3 separate regions of the Mus musculus genome follow, and regions 2 and 3 are each linked to region 1. Evidence: chromatin contacts called from public Hi-C data. All regions are on one chromosome and are shown on one strand. The core of a region is the stretch at or near the end of the contact, and the rest is flanking DNA. Distances in the headings are between cores, read along the strand shown. Region 1 overlaps Opcml (opioid binding protein/cell adhesion molecule-like). Region 2 overlaps Opcml (opioid binding protein/cell adhesion molecule-like). Region 3 overlaps Opcml (opioid binding protein/cell adhesion molecule-like).

Region 1 (2,546 bases), core at 17-2,516:
ATGATAGATAGATAGATAGATAGATAGATAGATAGATAGATAGATAGATACAAAGACATACATAAATATATACCTACATACATACATACATATGTACATATATAAGCACAAATAAAACAATTTTATGTGTTTTTTTCAGAGAGGAACCAGGAAAGAGAGATTTAAAAACAAAAACAAAAACTTTTCCAATGAAAATGATGGATAATACTCAGTGTCCCCACTAATGATGCTATCAAGGGATCCCTAAATTCTTTGTCCAAATAAACTATAAACCAACAAAGGTTTGTGAGCAAACTTTCTGATTGCCCCATCAGTGGGTAAAATTAAAAGAGACAGACAATCCAAGAAAAAAAAATAACCTTCCGTTGAGAAATTTTACTAAAGAATCATAAGATAGAATTATCAGAAAGGAGCATTTGAGTCCAGTCCACCCTCACCTCCATGTCAAAACCAGGGAAGTGTTTTGTGGTAGGGATCCATTATCTTGTGTGATTCATGGGCACAGATGCATAGATGCTGCTTATAGTTCCTGGCTCAGAACCATGTGTCAAAATGGGATATAAGAGCACATGGAGAGAGGAAGGGGGACAGGAAGGGGGAAGCATGAAAGTAAGGAAGAGAGAGACGCATGGACAAGTGTGCACAGAGGATTTTATTAACTACTTTGTTTATTTCTTCATGTTTGTGTGTCTGTGTATACTTGTGTATGGAGTAGGCCATGGCACATTAGTGTGGACAACAAATGACAATTTGTGAGAAATCAGTTCTCTCTCCCTGCAACATGTAGGGTCATCACGCCTGGCAGCAGGCGCTTTTACTCACTGAGCCATCTCACCAGCCCCTACAGAGAGGATTAAAGTGCGCGTGCTGCACACAGAAAATCAGTTTTACTGCATGCTGTTCATCCCAGGATAAGAAACCTGGAAGGCAATGTCCTAAAGACTCAGGAGCCAAGCTTAGGCTAGGGAGTACATTTTCTCATGCCCAGGCTTGTTCTTTTCTACTTTTCCACCTTGCTTCTGTGAAGAACAAGTGTGATTATAATTTAAAATAGAGGCTGAATAAATTAAATGTATTTCAGGTTGACTGCTTGCTTTTCTTTAAGCTCATAATTATACACGTTAATTCAAATGACTTGGTAATATTTGGGAGGAGAGGGGGAAATCACAGAGAAAAGATTTGGTACAAAGAAGAGTTGGAAGTGGTTTTGTCTCTGAAAAATCTTGTGCACCATGTGGCTCTGTCTGCATCATCCTGCTGTAAACCCTCCTCCCAGGTGCCTGTAGCTCCCAGCCCAGAAATTTCTCATCAGCATCTGCATTTCTTCTTAGCTTCTTTAGAACTTGTCTTTCTCTTAAAGGGCAGCATTTTCCTGCCCATTCACTTCACTCCGAATTAGCAGTGTGGCAGAGGGACACAATTCTGGGGGTTACATAGCAAAAAAATACATTCATTAAGAGGTTCGTAGCCACTTCCCTGCCAGCCTAATTCATTCAAAGCACTCCTGACTCCCTGGATCTCCATTTCTTGCTTTATAGAGTGGTGACTTTCTGCTCTGTCTTCCAGGGATTTTGTAAAGAATAATCAAAAGAGATAATGCATGCAAAGTGCCTTGTTGACTATTTGTATTTTGATAGCTTTCTCTCCAGTGCCAAAAGCTTAACCCAAATGAATAAATGCAGCGAAGGGAATTTAAAACACTTACTAGCTCTATCGTCTAGCACAGTTTCAATCTAAGCCTTGGTTTCTTTATTTGTAAGATACGAAGATGATGCATAGTTTGTCAAGTAGATGCAAAGATCAATTGAGACACGGTTAGTGCATAATGTGGCCAGTGCCCGAGCTAACAGGGGCCCAATAAGAATGGAGTGGGCAGAAAACTAGATTTCCTTTCAGATAACAGCTTGTCTCCCCAAAACAGGATCCACATTAAAATACCCAAAGCCATTTGTATATATAAAAATTACAGAAGCCTTTTGTGAAGTCCCCTATGTATGAATTTCATATTTCATATTTCATATTTCTCTCTATCTCTGCTTCATGTAGGTGTATGTATGTGTAGGGGTGTTGGGGATTTGGTGCATGTGAATGCACATATATTGATATATACATGTGTATGGAGGCCTCAATATCCTCCTCAATTTTCTCTACTTTATCTTTTGAGACAGAACATTTTACTGAATCTGGAGAGTGCTGACTCAGCAAGGACTGGCCATTAAGCTCCAGGCACCCCCCCTTCTCCTCTCCAGTGCAATGATTACATGCATGCATTTTTATGTCCCTGCTGGGATCCGAACTCATATTCTCATGCTTGCCTAACATGTTTTCTAGCATGTTGAGCCTATTTCATCTTAAGATGAATCATTTCTGAGCCTCTGAACAAATCTAGGCTTTGTAAAAAAACACTCAGTCCAGGAGAGAACCTTGCCTTACAGGCCCCAGATTTCTAAGCCAGCCCAGAGAAAGGCTGAGAGTATCAACACTCCTCAAGCAAAGATAGACACAATTTCCCTTCTGCATCCATTTCTAACAAATAGCAACACCCC
Region 2 (2,546 bases), core at 16-2,515, 340 kb after region 1:
TGGTTCCCCGATTCTGCTTTGTGGACTCTTTCAGAAGGTTGATGCTTTTACCTCCTCCTCCCTGGTACATTTATTCCATAGATTAAACCTACCCCCAGTATAAGAGAGAATAGGATTTCTGCAGGTCTTCTAATTAGCTAGAGCAACGTTGACATCCAGTGGTGAATTTGATTCATCACAGGTGCCCACACTTAATGCCTATATCTCTGACTGTCAGGGGGTATATGGAGTGAGTGTTGGCCTGCTGTTTCTATGCAGCTTGGCCTGGGGTACCTCTACACATGTATACTCTCTTTCCATGCTTTAAACTAGTCTTCAAGAGCATGCAGGTTACCATAGCAATATGCAATAGCTAGTCTATATCCAAGGCATGTGTGTGCTCAAATTTGCTCGCAAACTCACTCATACACACACACACACACACACACACACACACACAAAGGCATCAAACTACCTAATATCTGTATATACATATTCTAACTATGTCCTTGCAGATGTTTGTATATATGGTTCCTATATTACTTAAAAACATTAGCCTGATGACACGGTATTCTTTCTCACATGGTCCCCTCTTTATCCTTAGAACTGTGTTGTAAATAACAAGGAAAGACTACCACCCTGTATCCTACAGACTTTTCCCTCAAGCTAATTCACAGTGTTGTTTCCACTGAAGCAGAATCAGGTATGGCTGAACTGGGCTTCCTTGCTGATCTGCTCATAGTAGCTCGGATATCAGCAGAAGCCTGCTGTCCCTGCACTGATGACAGTTGATTGCCTTCATCCAGGGGGAATAGTCATATCTTCCCAATGCTTGACCTGGAGAAACCAAAGGACACAGGACACTGCCTGGCCCTAAAGGGCACCAAGTCCGGAGCAGACATGGTCAGAGACAGAATAAAACTTCAATTCGACTCCCCACTTCTTTTTCTTTAAAGGCAGGACCCATCAGAATTTACAAGCCACTTACTAATTAATATTTTTTTGTGTATCCTAGTAATTGCCATGCATTGAAAACTTGGAGACAATTGTCTCACTGGAATCTGAGGCTCAAGCCATGCTACAAAGCTACATTTTCAAATCCCTTTTACCTCTTGATATGAGGAAAGAGAAGGAGAAAGAGGACCCTAAACTAGTTTAACACAATGCACAATTAAATATTGATTGGAAATTCTTCCTACGAATTTCCCCTCTACCTCCCTACCTCCACAGGGAGGTGTCTGGATGTGATTCCTAAGCTGTCCCCATACAGTGATTACGTTCATTAGGACACCAGCCTTGTGGTTAAAGCACTTTCCTTACTGCTGCACGTTTAATTAGACAACTCTTCCCCAGAAATTATTTATAGCCAGGCTGCAGAGCTATTGTTAGTCCCAATGTAAATAAGATTCAGGGCGGGAGTCCCAGTGCGCTGCAGTGGCTGGCACTGCCGCCATCAGCCCACTCCTGGTGCACACTCGGGGACTGCTTCCAAGCCTTTACAGCTAGATCGCTGCTGTTTAAAACCCCTGGCGTGATTCTCTAATGAAACTTTTAATACAAGCCCTTCCAAAAGACTGGGAATCTACCAGGTCAGTGTGAGTGCACGGAGGAGGAGTTAAGAGAAGAAGGGGAGGAGCTGGGAGAGACAGGAGCTGCCTCCAAGGCAGTACTCAGCTTTCCTAGTTCAGCTAGGGAAGTGTGCACATGATCTGTTTTAACACAGCCATCCCACATACAAGCAACTGCTTTGGGCACTGATGGTTAAAGACCCAGATATGGATTTTCAAGTATAAAGCTGTGTTTGCAGTCTGGGCTGGTTGAAATGAATGTCTGGGGACTGGGAGGTAACCTGTGAGCCCAATGCCCTTTCAATACAGTGTACATTAAAAGTGTTGAAGCTGCTTCCAAATCCAGGGCTTGGACTTGGTGCTGGCATGATGAGGGCAGCATCACCTCTGTCTGCAAGATGTTCATAATCAGGTGAACACCATTAGTGTGTAATCAAAGTAAACAAGAATGCTATTTGAAGAGCTTTTCATATCAGCAACCATGGATTGTCCAGGGCCCTCTGGATACTGCCACTTTGCATCATTTAATGAACTGCCTTAGGAATAGAATGCTATTATTGCAATGCCGGTGCCAGACTTTTCATTGCTGTGACAAAATGCCTGATGGAGTAACTTACAAGTGAGGTTTCTCTTGTCTCATCTGCTCAGAGGTTTCAGTCCATGGTCAGTCTGCATTGCTGCTTCTGGACAGGGATGAGGCTGAGCGCCATGGCAGGGTGGGCAGGGAGGGGCAAACTCAGCCAATTACCTTAGGGCTACCATCAGACAGAGTATTAAAGCTTGAGTATAAAACATACCCTGTGGGCCTTTGTATTGAAGTTGGTCCCCAGCCAGGTGCTCTGTGTGGAAGATGTGGGGGATCTTTGGGCAGTGGGCAGAGCTGAAGAAAATAAGTATCTAGAGTTGTCTTTGATGGGTATATTTGGTTCCCTCTCTGTCTGCTACTGATCTGTCAAGAGCGCATAATCTTCCCCATCACCTGATCCCATGGCCAGGATG
Region 3 (2,546 bases), core at 27-2,526, 280 kb after region 1:
TTACAGGGATGATAATATGGCCTCATTTATATAAAATGAGTTTTTATCTATACTGAAAACTTCAGTCTTCTGTAGCATGCTGTAGCACGTCACTTCCTAAGGTCTCTCAGCACAATCAAGGGCCTGTCAAAACAAAACTGATCTCCCACAGGAAGCAATTGTCCTCTCTGAGCTGGGGAAATTTTCACAGGGAATTGAGTGTGTACACAAGCTTAGGATATCTTGGCTTTACCTTCTGGTCTCTGCTCCTTGCCTGACTTTGTTCAGGATTTAGGAACTAAGAGGTCATGTGACCTGGAACAGACACCTTCAAGGGGGTTTACTAATTCTGATAGGTGTATCATTTAACTCGTTGATACATTCGGAACACTAACTTCCCAAGAAATAAACCCCTAATGAACTCTTTCAAGGAGTCATAAAAGTCATTTTACATAGAGCTATAAGGCTATAGGAAAATCTATAAGGCTATAGCACTACTCTTATCTAGCATGCATAAGGCCTTGAGTTTGATCCCCAGTATTGCAAAAAATGAAGAGGTAAAATGAATTGTAAGTTTTAGAAAACAAAAATACTACCAAAAACCATATGATAGATTTCCCTGAGGCCAAGACTGTGGGTTTCCCCTTACTGAGAACATGGCCTCTCAGTGAAACAACTGAGTACCTCGTCTTACTGATAAGAAAGGAACACAGCTCATAGAACAGATTAGTAGACAAGGAAAAAGAGAGAGGTTGAAAGCTGAGCTGCAGAAATCTGCATGGACTGTTTATGTTCTTTCAAGAAATGTTGAGGTAGTAGCAAGCTATTTTAGCATAGAGAATAGTAAGAATTAATGATGGTGGGAAGAAGTGAAGGAGACCATAGGTAACAAGAAAAGAGTGTCCGGTGGAGGCACCTTGTAAGATTAGAGCAATGGAAGAGAAGATTACACGAGGTAAAATCTGTAGAGGAGATCCAGAGAGTAATAGGTGGGCACAGGGATAGGTTTGTCTATAGCAGGGGAAAGGGGCAGAAGAGAGAAGAGAGACAAAATCAACATGGCTTGTGCTGACTTTTAAAAGTCAGCTACCACAACGGTCAGGTAAGCAGCAGCAGTCATAGTTGAACATACACATTGTTGTTTCCACAAAGCATGAAAAGCAACCATTCAGCTTTTCCTTTTTTATTCCCCTTTCCCATTACCAAGCCCAGCTGTTAAACATTAGAATTGAAGATCATGAAAACAGGCCAGTAGCTAATAAGAGAGAGAGAGAGAGAGAGAGAGAGAGAGAGAGAGAGATTGAAGCTTGAAGCTCGCCCTCTGCTGGTAGAACTGTCTTACTGCACCCAGAAGGCAGAAGCTCAAGTTTCTAAGTTTTTTATTTAATTTTCAGGGACAGGAAGGAGGAGGACAGCAGAATTTGTAAATTTATTAGTGATATCCCCCTTGTTTATGAAACAATTCATTGCCTCTAACAAAAGACTGAAAGAACAAGAGGTATTTGGCAGTGTTGAAACTCTTTTGCCACTACTACTACTATCCACATTTCCTGGGTTCACATACACTGCGGTTAGATGCTTTTGGCACCTTTGAACCACCAGTCCCCTGCAAAAGTGAAGTCCCACAAATCATACCTCAAAGAGCAGACCTGGAACTTTCCTTGAAGCAACACAATAAGGATAAGGCACTCTCATCCACTACAAGCTAAGGGGTGCTCAAAAGATGAGAAGCACTTGTAACTCATGCTGTCTTTAGGACCATGCAGGTCAAGAAGACAGGACTTTGGGATCTTTCACTAGCTGAAAAGATGATTTACCTACGAACCTCCCAAGGCAGAAGGGATCCAAATTTAACCCTAGGGTTCATGTGAAAAGATTTCTTCCTCTGGGAGATATCTGTGTGTGTTGGAAGGACTCCACAAGGAAAAGCACAGAGAACAGGAAGAAGGAAATCCCACCCTCAATATCTCCTTGTAGAAGCCAGGCATTCTGGCTGCAGAATCTGGGTCAGAATATTTTATTTTCACTATAACCATCAAAGTCATAGGCAGGGCAAACACATTCACCCTGTGTACACTGAGACATACTTAAGCTGGGATGTCCCTGAATCTGTCTCCTAGGACCAGAACTGCCTCATTAAAGGGATAAAAGATGATATCTGCTGAGCTCGTGGAAAGTGGTGGCTGCATTTTTATTAAAGTCTCTGCTGCAGCAGGCCCAGTCCCCAAAGGTTCATATTCCAAGCATCTCCACCCCTCTGCCTGGAGCATGGAAGTGATTCTCTGTAACTCATTAAGCTAAAACAAAAAGCTTCCCTATTGTGCTTCTCACACAGGAATGATGTCGGTGCATAAAAGCTACATGCTTGCTCTTCTTGGTCCCAGCCCATAAAAACACAAAGGCCTCATAATTTGCATCAGGGCCCAAGTGCACCGCACAGGGTTAGACTGAGGGGCTGTGTCTTCCTAAGACTCATAAAAAGTCGTGCCCTGGCACAGGAAATCTAAAGCCTTCAATTGTGAAATAGCCCCAACACACGCTGCCATCACAGATGGTTAGCTGAGGGC

What was found. Hi-C and Micro-C count contacts between places; a contact is called where the count stands out from the background.
Region 2: a Hi-C map of cerebellar granule neurons shows a contact between it and region 1, with 2.1 times the contacts expected there. The contact joins two enhancer-like sites. A contact is called at or near these places in 2 of 484 Hi-C or Micro-C datasets (cerebellar granule neurons and cerebellum).
Region 3: a Hi-C map of cerebellar granule neurons shows a contact between it and region 1, with 2.6 times the contacts expected there. The contact joins two enhancer-like sites. A contact is called at or near these places in 7 of 484 Hi-C or Micro-C datasets (the AML12 cell line, brain, cerebellar granule neurons and 2 more) and 4 of 115 datasets of contacts at active chromatin or transcription factors (VIP interneurons, embryonic forebrain, embryonic hindbrain and 1 more).

Annotation. Positions count from the first base shown.
Region 1 is chr9:28,680,156-28,682,701 of GRCm38.p6, reverse strand. All of the region lies in intron 3 of Opcml (opioid binding protein/cell adhesion molecule-like), which reads right to left. Among named protein-coding and RNA genes, the nearest start is that of Gm39313, 290 kb to the right of the region's middle. Within about 2 kb of position 1,266, at least 7 of the 459 cell types and tissues checked have an H3K27ac peak or open chromatin away from gene starts, as enhancers often do. A contact at or near this core is called in cerebellar granule neurons, where this site is marked.
Region 2 is chr9:28,335,705-28,338,250 of GRCm38.p6, reverse strand. All of the region lies in intron 1 of Opcml (opioid binding protein/cell adhesion molecule-like), which reads right to left. Among named protein-coding and RNA genes, the nearest start is that of Gm39313, 59 kb to the left of the region's middle. Within about 2 kb of position 1,265, at least 36 of the 459 cell types and tissues checked have an H3K27ac peak or open chromatin away from gene starts, as enhancers often do. A contact at or near this core is called in cerebellar granule neurons, where this site is marked.
Region 3 is chr9:28,404,776-28,407,321 of GRCm38.p6, reverse strand. All of the region lies in intron 2 of Opcml (opioid binding protein/cell adhesion molecule-like), which reads right to left. Among named protein-coding and RNA genes, the nearest start is that of Gm39313, 9.9 kb to the right of the region's middle. Within about 2 kb of position 1,276, at least 6 of the 459 cell types and tissues checked have an H3K27ac peak or open chromatin away from gene starts, as enhancers often do. A contact at or near this core is called in cerebellar granule neurons, where this site is marked.